Regions from separate parts of the Triticum aestivum genome. Here region 1 is linked to region 2. Evidence: chromatin contacts called from public Hi-C data. All regions are on one chromosome and are shown on one strand. Each heading gives the region's core, a stretch centred on a gene start, on an enhancer-like site or on the middle of the called end of the contact. The rest is flanking DNA. Distances are from core to core; before and after follow the strand shown.

What was found. Hi-C and Micro-C count contacts between places; a contact is called where the count stands out from the background.
Region 1: a Hi-C map of leaf shows a contact between it and region 2, with 5 times the contacts expected there. The contact joins the promoter of LOC123085305 here to the promoter of LOC123085303 in region 2. A contact is called at or near these places in 1 of 5 Hi-C or Micro-C datasets (leaf) and 1 of 1 datasets of contacts at active chromatin or transcription factors (leaf).

Annotation. Positions count from the first base shown.
Region 1 is chr4A:85,642,075-85,645,257 of IWGSC CS RefSeq v2.1, reverse strand. It overlaps LOC123085305 (protein MOS2), which reads left to right and starts at 1,373. Exons shown (of 2, transcript XR_006439670.1): 1 at 1,373-2,884.
Region 2 is chr4A:85,265,727-85,271,659 of IWGSC CS RefSeq v2.1, reverse strand. It overlaps LOC123085303 (phosphomevalonate kinase, peroxisomal), which reads left to right and starts at 1,610. Exons shown (of 10, transcript XM_044506925.1): 1 at 1,610-1,794; 2 at 1,921-2,071; 3 at 2,151-2,248; 4 at 2,370-2,482; 5 at 2,598-2,650; 6 at 3,445-3,834; 7 at 3,930-4,031; 8 at 4,570-4,797; 9 at 5,130-5,252; 10 at 5,440-5,933. The coding sequence starts at 1,787. The coding sequence ends at 5,706.

The DNA of each region.
Region 1 (3,183 bases), core at 124-2,623, 370 kb before region 2:
TTTTTACTCTATTTTATTCAATATTCTTTTTTTGGTTTCCATTTTTTTTTCTAGTATTCGTTTTTTCCATGAAGAGATGTTCATCAAAATCTATTAACATGAGATCTAACTGTAAACATCTCAACATTAGAAATCTGACGGTAAAATGATTCGGGGTTTAAACACACAGTTCAAGAGATAAGATATTTTAAACAAACAAATTTACGAAGAAAACGAAAACTCCTTGGTTGTGACAGGTGGCACCACTTGTGAGCGTCTGAGAAGGTGGGAGACAACTTTTGCAAAGGACAACCCTTAACTATTAATTAGTGATTTCGCGCACCCCTTGAGTGCTCTATATATGGCTTATAACGACATGTTAGCTCCTCTCGCATGAAGCTTCCCTGCAGCGTGCACGCGTGTGGGCCGACTCAATAGCATGCTATCCATTTCTTCGTCGGTGGTCAGTTCGCTAATGTGCTAGTTTGGGTGTTTCGATTTTAGTGTTTTTGTTTTTATTTTATTTTTTGTTTGGTTTTCTTACTTCTTCATTGGTTTTCTTTCATTTTCCTTTTTCGTCATTGTACTTCATTTTTTGTTATTTCTTCATTTTTTGGTTTCTTTCATATTTTTTGTTGTGTTTTCTCTTATTTCTCATTTTCTTCATTTTTTTCGTTTCTTTCTTGGTTTTCTTTATTTCTTTCTCGGTTTTCATTGTTTTCAATTTTTTTGCACCTGTTTCTTTGGTTTCCTTTTCCCTTTTTTTATTTTTCTGATTTTTTACATTTTTTATTACATACGTAATTTTTTAATTTACCTTTAGCATTTGGAAATTCATTGTTAATATTTTTTCGAATAAATGTTTGGATGTCTATTGTTTCATAGACATTGTACATTTTTGGTATACATCTATGACTTATTTAATACATGGTTAACATTTTTTTGTGCATATGGTTAACATTTTTTGAATATATGTTTTGATGTCTACTTTTTACACATCATACATTTTCGTTATGCATTTGATACATTTTTTACATGCTTATACTTTATGTATGCATGTTTAACATTTTTCCGAATACATGAGTAACATTTTTAAACACATAGTTTTTTCATATACATTGTACATGTTTTGTATACATCAAAAATATTTTTGTACACATTTAATATTTTACAAGTACATGAATAAAATTTTTGAAACTTTTTTTTATGTTAGTTTTTTTCCATACACATGGTATATTTTTTTGTATACATCATAAACATTTTTTGTATACGCATTTAACATTCCCAGGCACCGGCCAGGGCGTGCCGTGCCTGGCCCGGCTGTGCCGGCGTGGTCGCGGGCTGGCCTGGTCGGCCCGGCCCGTTTGACCAGCTTTGCCACTGGGGGCTCAGCCGATACCGAGTCTCAACGTCACACGAACTCGGTTCCTTCTTTCCTGTACCAGTATTTTTTTTCGTGTTTCTGCGCCCCCCACAGACTCCACACGCTTTCCCCCAAATCGCCGCCGCCATGGAGAAGGAGAAGAAGCTGTCCTTCTCCATCCCTTCCAAGCTCAGGCCGCCCAAGCCGCCCCGCCCCGCCGCCGGCGCTGATTCCTCCGCCGCCAGCGGCAACTCCGCTTCCGCGGCCGCTGCCCCCGCCCAGCAATTCGTCACCGAGTTCGATCCGTCGCAAACCCTAGCCGCCGGCGCCGCGTCCGCCGTCATCGCGCCCCTCCCCAACTCCGGCCACTTCCTCAACCACCGCTCCCGCAAACCCTCCTCCCTCCCGACCCCCGAGGAGGAGGCCGCCCTTGCGGCCTCCACCGCCGGTGGCCCCACATTCGTGCTCGACACCTCCGAGGCCCCCGACAACCCCTCCTCCCACATAGGGTATGGCCTCACCCGACGCGGCGCCGACGCCGACGCCGAGGCTGACGCCACGGAGCCGGGTAAGACGCAGTCTTCCAAGGAATCAGAGAAGAAGCCGACCTCTCCAGCCAGAGATGGCGGCTCCAGCGGTGACCTTATGCTGCGACGGTACAAGGAGGACATGGCCAGCCTCCCTGACCACCGTGGTATAGATGAGTTTGAGGAGGTGCCTGTGGAGGGCTTCGGTGCTGCCCTCCTTGCTGGTTACGGCTGGTCGGAAGGCAAAGGGCTCGGCCGCAATAACAAGGAAGATACCAAGGTTGTTGAGTATAACCGCCGTGCCGGTACGCTGGGATTAGGTTACGACCCTTCTGAGGCAGACCCTAAGAAGACTCGCTCCGGCGACTGGGTTATTGGTGGAAAGAAGCCGACAGAGAATGGTGGAAAGAAGTCCGCAGAGAATGGAAATGCAAAGAAGAGAGATATGGACAAGGAAGACAGAGTCCGGGAGAGGGATTCAAGTTCCCGACAGAAGAGATCTGGTGATCTTAGGGCCGAGAGGGAGGTTCGAGAGAAAGAGAGAAAATCTCGGGATAGTCGAGAAGAAAAGAGTAGCCGCGATGTTGGTAACAAAGTGCGCTGGTTACAGAGCAATATTAGGGTTAGAGTGGTTAATGAGAGGTTCAGCAGAAGGTTGTACCTGCAGAAGGCAAAAATTGTCGATGTGGTTGGACCAACGACATGTGACATAATGATGGATGACGGGTCAGAGCTTGTGCAGGGGGTGGAGCAGGATATGCTTGAAACAGTCCTGCCACGGACAAACGGCCAAGTGCTTGTGCTCTGTGGGAAGCACAAGGGGGTGTATGGGCATCTGGTAGAGAAGAATTCAGAGGCAGAGACTGCAGTAGTGGAGGATGCGGATACAAAAGACATGGTGCGTGTGAAATATGATCAGATTGCAGAGTACGTTGGGGACCCAGAATTGCTTGGGCATTGATTATTTCTTCTTGAGGAGGGGACATCTGTTTTCCAGGAGCTCTTCTAATGTGCGGTAATATCTGTTCCTTAGTAATAACTATCAGTCGCTGCTTGGATGTAAAATCTTGAACACAATGTTAATTGTGTTATTACTATTATTTGTTGCTTGGATGTGTAAAACCTTCAGCAAACTGTCAGTTTTTGCTTTGTATAATCTGTTTGTTTAAGTCTGCTGCATATGGGTCAAAACCTCATGCTAATCGATGATGTCAGAAGGTGATTCTTGTATCTAAGAGTGATTTTCGGAATGCATGCTAAAAATCTCATGAACTTCTTGGCGTCTTGGTGATGGGGTGATCAATAGTTACTATA
Region 2 (5,933 bases), core at 361-2,860:
ATTCTTTATTCTTTTGATTTTTAACGCATGTTAAGATTTTACATACACATTGTAATTTTTTGTATAAATTAGGATTTTTTATACACATTTAACATTTGTCGGATACGTCATTAATATTTGCTCAAATATATCTTTTTTAATAGAGGAAGGCGCACAAAGCGCCAACATTTTCATTCAACTTAATAACATCTTACAACGTGGAGTACATAACCCTGAAAATTAAAGTTGGAAAGGAGGGAAACTACAGGGCAAGACCTGTTTCTATGAGCTGAAGCAAAACAACTAATGTCAGATTCTATAGAACTTTTAAGAACTTGATGAGCCACGTTGTCAGCTACCTGTGCATGGAGATCTTTAGTAAAAGAGAATAATTCAGCAAGATATTTCCTGATGGACCAAAGGGTAGAATAAGCTAAGTCACTTCTTTCCGCTGCCGCTCTTGTCAAGGAGAGACAATCAGTAAGGAAAGTAGGCCTAGAAATCTTAAGCCTATGTGCAACTTGAGCTGGAAGACAAATATATGTTTTGATGTCTATCATTTTCATACACATTGTATACTTTTGGTATAAATATAAGACCTTTTTTATATATGTTTCGCATTTTTCAACTACATGCTAAACATTTTTCAAACACATATTTTCGAACATTCTTTAGAAATTGTGTTAAGCAATTTTTTAAATATAGTTGAAACATTTCTTTGAATAATACAAAGCCATTTTTTTAAGTATGTAACCATTTTTACATTCTATAATTTTGTTTTGAAATTTTACTAACATATATTTGAAACTCATGAACATGTTTTTAAATGAAACATACATTTTAATGGTATTGTACATTTTTTTTGAATTACACAAATATTTCTTTTACAAAATGTCACGTACATTTTTCTTAAAAACCATTTTAGATGTCACAAACATTTTTCGAATGCTGTCAACATCTTTTTAAAGTTGTCGAACACTCTTTTTACATTGGATGAACATTTCCATAAATGTTTTAAAAAACTTAAATTAAATACGTTTCATTTTGAGAAATATAAATAAATGTATAAAAATGAAAAATGTTCCCAACGAAGGCGATCCTCCCACGTTGAGCCGACTTATTTAGGGCGACCTTGAGGCGAGTGAACCATTCATCACGGATATCTCCTCAAGCCCCATATGCCATCGAGAGTTTCCATGGGGCTGCTCAAAACCGGAGCCGTTTGGGCTCAGCCCATATTCGTGTCCTCCTAGCCCGCCCATCAACGAGATCGAGTCCATCTCAGAGAAAAAAAATACAATATCGAGCCAGGGCTGGCCAAACAGGTCGTGCTTCGTGGGCCAGCCAAGAAGCCAGCATGCCCGCCACGTCACACGACTAAATGGGTCGTGCCAGGCCTTGCACGACCCCAGGCTTGTTGCAGGCCTGCGTGCCGGCATGGTCCTGTTCATTTCTTTATTTTTCCTGAACTTTTATTTTTAAACAGCCCAAAAAGGCCGAAGAGCACGTAGGCAGGCCGGCACGCGTGTCGTGCCGGCCCACATGTATACGGGCCTCGACGTGCCATGCTGTGCCCGGGCCGTCCGGCCCGTTGGCCATGTCTGGATAGGCACGTGCCGGGCCAACTGCAACTCCGCACGGCCGTCGTCGTCGAAAGTCTCTGCAGAACGCCGCGCGGCGACTCCCCGTCCACCAGCCACCGCTCCTCCTCGGTTCCTCCGCCGTAGGCAGAAACGTGCTGCCCTGCGCGCCGTGCCGCACGACCGCCGCATCGCACTCCACTCCAGTCGCCGAGTAGGGGAAGCCCATGGAAGTGTGAGTCGTCGGACACTGCTAGATTTCGCCTACCCTGCTCGGCTCTGCATCTGCCTCTCTGCGTGCCTGCCTCCGCAGTCGGGCCCCGATCCGGTCAGCTCACCCCGCTCGGTCGTGTGTCTTCAGGGTCGCGTCGGCGCCGGGGAAGGTGCTCGTGGCGGGAGGGTACCTGGTGCTGGAGCGCCCCAACCCCGGCCTCGTCCTCAGCACCACCGCCCGCTTCTACGCCATCGTCCGCCCGATCCACGACGAGCTCAGCCCCGACTCCTGGGCATGGGTGAGGCCGAGCTCTGCCCGGTCCTCCGGTTTCCGTACCACCAGATCACCGCTTATCCTGTACCCTTGTGCTGTATCAGGCGTGGGCGGATGTGAAGGTGACCTCCCCTCAGCTCTCCCGGGAGGCCGCCTACAAGCTATCCATCAAGAATTCGACGCTCCAATTGACGTCCGCAAGGCGAGTTGTGGATCATTCGCTCGGACCAAAGCCCTGCATAGCACTCTTGATTTGTCATAGTGTTGTTGGAGTTCAGTTGTTTGCAGCAGTGTGCTGTTATTGATTTGTGCTAATGTTGCAGGGAGTCTACAAATCCTTTTGTGGAGCAGGCGATACAGTTCTCCGTAGCCGCTGCCAAAGTGTCTATTACTGACAAGGAGAAGAAAGATGCACTAGATAAGCTGCTGTTGCGAGGTCATGCAACTTCCCATTAGTTACCTGCTCCACTCTAAAGCACAACGTTGATTTTGTATCTGTTGTATACTGTAGTAGTATTTCGTTGTTGATTCTTTGAGCTTTATTTGTGCAGGTTTGAACATCACAATTCTGGGTTCCAATGATTTCTATTCATACAGGAAGCAGGTAATGCTTCCTATTTGAATTACAATTGAACCTGAAAAATAAAATAAAAACAAGAGATTTGATTTACATTGTCTTTGTTCCTTTCCTTTTGGATCTCCTAATCTTATCTTGAACATCGCATCCCCACATTGAAATGAAAAAGTAGCGCGGTGTCAGGGCCAAATCTAAGATCTCTAAACGGATTTGAGTAAATTGAGTATGTTCTAAGATAATCAAAATTGAATGATGGTCTTAGCTTCTATGACCAAATTATTGTTTCAGTCACAGGCGGTTACACTTCACATATCAGTATATGTAATGAATTGTGTAGAATTGGTTATACATCAGGTATTGCCTATAAGTTTACAATCTGAAAATGTGATTCTTAAAAGAGGAAATTACTTGTGAACTTCAAACAGACGCAGGACATGCTCACATGTGAGTGTGACATAGGATGTGTATAAATTCTTGCATTCTTTCTCCCTTTCTAGATGTCGTGTTTTTATTATTCACTTCAACAGCTCGTGATGTGCAAAAATTACCACTGGTTTCGTTTCATTCTCCATTTATTTCTTTATGTGTAAGTGTTAAGATTCGATGCACATGTGAAGTAGGAACCCACTGCAAAGCATTCAGGAGTTGTTACTTCCTTTCATTTCTTTATGTATGCCATTCTTTTACACACTAAATGTACATTATTAATTATATTGGTCCCACTTTTTACCTATGTATGTCATACAATGATACAACCATAGTTTTCCTCAAACGCATTCTCACTGGTAGATAATTAGCAGTGGATTTCACTCTTTCTTCAGATTGAAGCACGTGGTCTGCCTCTAACGCCAGAGGTATTGCTTTCATTGCCTCCATTTTGCTCAATTACGTTTAACTCAGAAGTTGCTAATGGAACTGGAGAAATATGCAAACCTGAAGTGGCAAAAACTGGACTTGGATCATCAGCTGCCATGACTGCATCAGTTGTCGCTGCTCTTCTTCATTACCTTGGAGCTGTTAACCTTTCGTGTTCAGATCAATCATCCAGTGTCACTGCAACTGGACGAGATTTTGACTTTGTGCATGCTATTGCTCAAAGTGCACACTGTATAGCACAAGGGAAAATTGGCAGTGGCTTTGATGTTAGTGCCGCTGTCTATGGGAGTCACCGCTACACAAGGTTCTCTCCTGAAATCCTCTCCTCAGCCCAGGTAAGAAGTCCCGGATAGTTATCTATCCCAGCAAGTGCCCAACATTTGTCTATCCCAGCGACTTCGTTAGTAGTAATCTTAAAAAATATTTACAGGTTATAGGCGGGAGTTGCTTGCCAGATGTAGTAGCAGATATTGTTACACGGAGGTGGGATCATGAGAAGACCCAATTTTCTTTGCCTCCTCTGATGTGCCTTGTAAGTTGGATGATTGATGATGAGGTTTTCCTACTTGTTATTATACCATTTTACTGGTTGTCACCTCTCGTCATAATTACTGGCCTGCTGCTGACAGTATAGGATATGTAGTCTGATTAGTAGTTAGTTGCACCGCTATGATGCTTGTTAACCTTTGATTTCCATGGCTGAAACTGGTAGAATAGTACTGTTGTAAGCATGGACACCACAAGTCATGCTTGTCTCCCTTCTTTGTAAGCAATGAATATGCTAATATTCTGAGCACCTTGCAGATATAAAATATTCTTTATCATCGTATTTGTTAAGTTTATTTGCCTTGATTTTTTGTTTTACCCTCATGAGCTATGAAGGTGATAAAAAAGTTATTCTTAAGTCTGGGAATGTCATTTTGTAAGATTCTTTAACCAAAGAACTTACCTGATTTCTTTTTTGTAGTATGATAATATTATTTGATATTATGTTTATTTGTCGATTAATGGGGATTTGTTTCAGTAAGGTTGAGTTTGGAATTTTAACATAGAGTGTTTGTTGTTGTTAGCTTCTGGGTGAACCTGGAACTGGAGGATCATCTACTCCATCAATGGTTGGATCTGTGAAACAGTGGCAGAAGTCTGATCCTCAGAAAGCCGCAGATACATGGAGCAAGTTGGGAATGGCTAATTCAGTGCTGGAAAACCAATTGAGAAGCTTAAGCAAACTTTCTGAAGATCATTGGGATGCCTATGAATCTGTAGTGCGGTCCTGTAGTCGTCTCACATTCACGAAGGTAACCTTAGTAACTTCTCATTAATTGTATTAATATAAGCTGGATCATTGTAGACTAAGTTGATAGACCAGAGCAAGGGTCATGCTACAGAATAAGCAAAGATCATATGAATTTTGCAAACAAATGTCAATCGAGAAAATGCATTTATTTCCCGCTTATGGAATGGAGATTGCACCATCCAGATTTTTTGGCATACATGATGACCGCGTAGTCTTTAGATTTACCTATTTTATGCTACTAATTCTTAGTCATCAATTTGTCATCACGTGCATCTGCAGGAAGAGGAAAACAATCTTTACTGCTCTAAAATGTTTTTTCTTTGTTCTCTTCAGTGGACAGAGGTGGCTACTAATCAGCAGCAAGAATTGGTTGTCAAATCATTATTGGCTGCGAGAGATGCTTTCCTTGAAATAAGGCTTCATATGCGAGAGATGGGTGTGGCAGCCGGTGTTCCAGTAAGGCTCGATGGATGAAATTATGATTGTTGTAGACTTGTAGTATAGTGTTTTCAAAGAAGTTGACTAAATGTCTTGATGCCATAGTTATGCCTTCATGGCTTACATAGTCATAGTCATGGAACTGTAGATAGTAGTCACAGTTTATTGTACAGCTTTTCTGTGTTTTAACGTCCTTAATTTGCAGATTGAGCCGGAGTCACAAACGCAACTTCTGGATGCCACTATGAATATGGAAGGTGTTCTACTAGCTGGTGTTCCTGGAGCCGGTGGCTTTGACGCAGTTTTCTCACTGACCTTAGGTGAAGCAAGTGGTGCTGTAGCAAATGCTTGGAGCTCGGTCGGTGTCCTCCCACTACTTGTTCGAGAAGACTCTCGGGGTGTTTCACTGGAAGCTGGCGATCCAAGAACAGAGGAGGTGTCAACCGCTGTGTCGTCCATACAGATTGGCTGATACTATTTGTTGATAAATTCTGTAACTTTTCTATGGTGTATCTTTGGTATCTCATTCATTTAGGAGTAGCACAACCAGACAAATTTTGAACACTCTCATGGTTAGAATAAGTGCTGAGCACGGAGCAAAGATGGTACGATGTAGTTTGAGGACAATGCAAGAGTGGAAAATGGGAAGCCCTTGTAACTCCCATGGAATGGAAGTATTGCCTGTGGCCATGAAAATGG